2 separate regions of the Hordeum vulgare genome follow, and region 1 is linked to region 2. A link is a contact called in public Hi-C data. All regions are on one chromosome and are shown on one strand. Each heading gives the region's core, a stretch centred on a gene start, on an enhancer-like site or on the middle of the called end of the contact. The rest is flanking DNA. Distances are from core to core; before and after follow the strand shown.

The links. A called contact is a pair of places that touch in the nucleus more often than the background predicts.
Region 1: a contact with region 2 is called in a Hi-C map of leaf, with 2.4 times the contacts expected there. The contact joins the promoter of LOC123448031 here to the enhancer-like site in region 2. A contact is called at or near these places in 5 of 6 Hi-C or Micro-C datasets (leaf, seedling and an unstated tissue) and 1 of 1 datasets of contacts at active chromatin or transcription factors (embryo).

The regions. Positions count from the first base shown.
Region 1 is chr4H:101,853,012-101,855,711 of MorexV3_pseudomolecules_assembly, reverse strand. LOC123448031 (NDR1/HIN1-like protein 1) reads right to left here and starts at 1,384. Exons shown (of 1, transcript XM_045124796.1): 1 at 278-1,384. The coding sequence starts at 1,279. The coding sequence ends at 638.
Region 2 is chr4H:101,808,441-101,811,178 of MorexV3_pseudomolecules_assembly, reverse strand. No RefSeq gene overlaps it. Among protein-coding and RNA genes, the nearest start is that of LOC123448030, 7.4 kb to the right of the region's middle. Within about 2 kb of position 1,363, at least 3 of the 3 cell types and tissues checked have open chromatin away from gene starts, as enhancers often do. A contact at or near this core is called in leaf and seedling, where this site is marked.

The DNA.
Region 1 (2,700 bases), core at 135-2,634, 45 kb before region 2:
TGAACTGCCAAGTCCAATCCGTACCAACCCATTCACCAAATCCCATGGCAATGAGTTCAGAGAATTGGACTTGCAACCTACCATAAAGCTCGTCATCATCGACGATACTATCTGGTTGTTGCCACCAACCTAGCCAAGCTTAAGCTAGCACCCTTCCAACAAAATCTAATCTAAAAAGCTGTCGTTGAACCACAACAAAAAGCTCTCTCAACTCAAATTGCAACAAAAACAAAACCCGCTACTAATTGCAACCCCAGCATCAACCATTTCACCTTAGTTCCATCAATCACAACAAGTTTATATTTATATATATATTTGACAATTAAACGTGGAACAAACAGTCCGCCAACAATTAATAAGTAAACACAAACAAAACACAATTTACGTGTAAATCGCAGCATCAATTTAACTTAACCCACCCTAAATTTTTCCTTCTCTTTTTTTACACCTATACCCCTCGACGCTAACACTTATTACCACCATGTCCATGTACCACCCCCACCCCTTGGCCTTGAGCCTTGATGATGCTCTTCGCTACGCACACGCGCGCGCGCCACCCGCAAGAAACCTACCTCGCCGCCGACGACGGAGCAGAGGAAAAAGAAGAAGAAGAAGCAGAGCACGGACGGACGTACGGCTAGACCTCGACGTGGCAGTAGGTGGCGGTCTGGAACCTGAGCCCGCTGGCCCCCGGCGCGCCGTTGCCGCCGACGCCGACGAGGAAGGCGGGGCAGGTCACGAAGATGTGGTAGTGGCCGGAGATCCAGCTGCCCACCTTCCACCGGACGCGGCCGTCGATCTTGACCTGGAGGATGAGGTACCCGGCCTGGACGTCCTTGGCGAGCGCATCGGCGAGGTAGGGCGCGAAGGGGACGCTGGGGCCGGAGAGCACCGGGGACCAGACCTCCACGTCGCCGTGGCCCTGGTAGACCGGCGGGAGCGCGGAGGCCAGCGTGATCTGCTGGTACTTGTAGGAGGCGTAGACGTCGAGGCGGTCGTAGTAGACGCCGACGCGGTCGTTGGGGTTGCGGGAGGCGACGGTGACCTGGAGCACGGTGGAGAGCACGCCGGCGGCGGCGGAGGCGTTGGCGGTGAGCACGTCCAGCTGCCGGAGCGAGGCGTCCTGGAGGTAGAAGCGCGGGTGCGTGGGGCGGAGGACCAGGTAGACGATGAGGGCGATGACGGCGACCACCAGGGCCAGGAAGAAGAGGATGGCCAGGAGGCGCCGGCACGCCCGCCGGACGTCGTCCTCGCCGTGGTTGCCGCAGTCCTTGCCCATGGCGTCCGAGCTGCTTTTCGCCGAGCTTGCTTTGCTTTAGGACGCGTGTGGGAGAGGAGAGGAGAGGAGAGCAGAGCAAGAAGAGGGGTGGTGTCTGGTTGAAAGTGAGGTGGCCAGGCCGCTCCGGTGGCGTGAATAAAACGGGCTCTCCGAATTGAGTCGTGATTTCCGAAATAAAATAAAGCAAATTGCGTCATGGTTCTTTTATGGGTCATCACCTTTTATTTTAATATATTATGTTTGTGTGGGGCAGAGATTGTGTGAGGTGATCATGTTTAAATCATGGAGGCAGTACAATACACAGCAGCTCTCTTGTGGCCTCTTTGAACTTGGAGTAATTTTGAGAAGAGTTAAATGCACTCAAGGTCCTTGAAAGTTTCACCAGGGTGTTATTTTCGTTCCAATTATTTTAAAAGTGCATCTTTAAGTCTTAATCTTTTGATAAGTGGTTCATCCCAGGTCTTTTTTCACGAGTTTGATTGACTTGTCCGTGTGATGCGTTGACCACGCCATATCGATTGAGGGTTCAACTGCCACACGTCGATTGAGGGCTCAACCGCCACACGAGAAAAGCACACACCACCACATGTTGCTCCTTTTTATATAGAAAGACCCTTGTGACCCATCTCTTACATTTCCCAACCCCTACCAAATATCTCTCTATCCCTCTCTTTCTTTCTCTCTTCCTCTCCCTCTCTCCCTCTCGTGCCCACACCGTTGCCATGGCTGGAGCAGCAAGCTCCTCGACAGGGAAACGGTGACGAAGAAAAGCGTGGCAACATCGTCGACGACGCTGCCTCCACTAGTGCAACCGAGTGTTATACAAACGGTTTTTACCCCCTTTCCGCGACGTAGATCTAAACCGTTACCTTGCATGTATGGGCGATAGGGGGGCTATCCCACACAACACACATAAATCATCGGTCCGGTCACACACGTCACGCAAAAATAGAGCGTGTGTGATTGGAAGGACCATCACAAACAGACATTTATGATGTATATAGCACACATCTTGTTATGCCGAATCATTTATGTTCTGTTGTAACATTGCACACAGTTGATGATAGTGAACTGTGTGCCCTCTATCGCACACATCTGGATCTCTGTAACCATTTGTGTTATTTTAGCTAATCGCAAACAGTTTGTATGGAAGAACCGTATGCCACAAATTGCACACGTAAATGTTTTCTGAATCATATTCGATGGGTCCGCCATCGCACACGTTCGCGTTATTGACGAGGGATCTTGAACTATACGTTTGAGATTCATACATCGCACACAGTTTCGTCGAAGGATCTCTGATTGATGTGTCATCTTTGGACTATCATGCAGTAGTGCTTCTCCACAAGCTCCTACTGCCTAACCTGAAATCAGAGCAAGAAGTTTGAGAACTTAACGAAAGACGCAATTGAACTAAATAA
Region 2 (2,738 bases), core at 114-2,613:
TGACCGACACCCCCGATTTCCGGCCCAAATATGAGGCGGATATGGGGAAGCCCGAGCGCCGGGGCACACCCGCCACGTCGGAATGACGACGTGGCCCCATGCAGACTCACTAGGAAACCCGCCGGTCTGACAGGCGCCTCGACTGTCGACGCGGTGTGAACGCCGCGTGGCGTCGCTCCAGCTCCCCGTCAGAGGTCGCGGCCGTCTATTTAAGCCGGTCGACGCCCCCCAACCCGAGCACATCCGCCTCCTCCCTCTCTTTGCCGCCACCCGAGCACATCCGCCTCCTCTCGCACTTCCCTCTCCGAGCCCGTCAGCCATACCACACGTCACCAACATTACATGATCTAGCATCGTCTCTTCCTCCTTCAGCAGGTCCAAATCCGAGGAAGCGCGGCTACCTTTAGAACCAAAGGAGGGTTTCGAGGGGGAGATGAGGGAGGAGCCCGAAGAGGAGCCAGATGCGTCGGAGGAGGCGGCGGAATCGAAGGAGGAGGCGACGCCGCAAGCGCTGAAGGAGGAGACGCCTACGATCGCCGACGATCATCGGTCTGTGGCCGAAGTAGTTGGCTATCGTCAACTCCATCCGCTTGAAGTCGGCTGCAGAGGTGAGGCGTCTTCGTCGACAACAGATGGAGGAAGCGCGAGCGATGCAAGAGACGGTGCAAGCGGCTCACGCTCCGACAAAGGCGGATCAGGCCATCCGTGACGAGGAAGAAGTATAGTACACTAGTTAGCATGTAAGATATATTCCGCATGCTTTTATATAAATATGAGGAAGTTGAATGCACTGCCGGAGACAGGGGGCGCCAGTCAGGGCCGTGCCCCCTAACATTAGTGATTTAAGCCTAGAATGAATAGTAATAGATTTTTTATATGCCAAAATGGTGTTTTTTGATGGATTGGCCCTCCCTAACAAGGTTTAACTATACTTCGCCTCCCTTGTACTAATTTTCTGGCTTAGCTAGTGGTTGAATGTGAAGAGAGAGAGAGAAATTTAAAACGTGACCAACCAGGTCCGCCCACGGGCATTTAGGGGGCTGGATTTGCAATGATCTGAACCAGAATAAAGGGAGTAGTCAGCAAGTAAGCATATACGAATGGCGACCATCCTGAGCTGAGCCAAAGTGCGTGCGAACCATGCGGCCGAAGCACGGCTTCTTCCACGGATACGAAGGCTGGTAAGTACGGGAGGGACACATGCGTCCCAACCAACAGATACAGGTGGAGTCACTCCAAAGTCTCTTCATAACGGGGTTTTAATCAACTTGTTTGCCTCCGGTCACATGGCTCACAGTTTACTCCTCCCTGGGCGAATTATAACACTGCCAGTATCGGTGGCGGGGGGTGGTGCCGAAAGGACGCGCACCCACCGGCTGCCGCTGCCTGCCTAGACGCATCGGGAAAGTCCAGGCTCGACCGAGAGGCATGCATGGAAGCTTCGCCGCCATGTGCGGGTTGCTCACCCATTTTCCACACGGTAGGCGGCGTCGCGTCCTACAGTCAGTCCAGTCCATTCATCACGCGGTTCTACTACCTATATCTTGGGTTCGACTCGACGCGGCACCGGCCTTCTCGTGGCGTACATGGCGGCGGTGGTTGCAGCGAAAGCGGTGCGCCCAGTCGGCTCCACCTTTTTAGGCCTTGGACTGCACGATTGATTCTTAATCCCGGTTCCTTCCTACGCTGCGTGAGAGCCACGGCTGGCCGGCCGGCTGGCGTCGTGGATCGTTCGTTCCTTCCTTCCTTCTGCTACGTACATGCAGTGCAGTGCAGTGGGCAGTGGCCACTAACGAATTGTGACGCTAGACCAAATCCGGCGACCAAACTAGCACTACCATTAACTTTCTTCAACCTTTTCTTTCTTTGTACAATTGACAAGCCTTGTCTCTGGGTGTTAAGAGAGAGGGGAGAGAAAGGAGAGAGAGAGAGAGAGACTGGACGTGACCTTTGTGTTGCCATGTAAGTTGTGCGCACCGATGGATGATAAAAGATGAGAAGGGGACAAAGACCCCTCCTTCCTTCCTCCCTCATGGCCGTCGCCTTCGCATAGAAAAGGAAACAACCATTGATGGCGAATGCGCGCCGAGCAACAGCCAGCAAGCCCGGATAAATGCAAGCCTCTCTACTGCTAGTTTCTCCACTGTTGCAATCACCTTTCACTAACCTACTAGGTAACGCGACCCCGTTTGACCCAGACTTTACCTTGCCTTCCTTCCCGCTATTGGCAGGACACAAGAATTGAAATAGAAACAAAATTCAGCCAGTAACGGTTTGGGTCCCTGTTGCTACCAAATCGTTTTTCCCGTGTCGTTGTTGCCAATATGCTACCAAATCTCTTCATGCAGTAACTTGGTAGAAACATATCAAGTACTCCCGTCTGTACCTTCGCAAAAAAAAAAAAAAAAGTACTCCGTCTGTACCTAAGTATATGTAGGAAGAGAGAGAGTAATAGCTACTACTACAATCAATTCCATAACGCATCATGTTTTTTAAAAAAGAAAGAAGAAAAGAAAAAGGAGAGCTCGATAGAAGTTGTGCACGGACAAATGCAAATCTTATGGCCCCCATTCAGACAGGAGATAAGATCATCCTCCCCCTCTGCCCCTGGGCAACCCCAACCAACCCCCTGTATGTAATCCTATCAGGCAGCACCGGCGAAAACATCCGTTATCGTCCATTGTCCCTTGATAAAAGCCATAATAATCCGACAAGCGCAAATCTTCTCAACAGGGGGG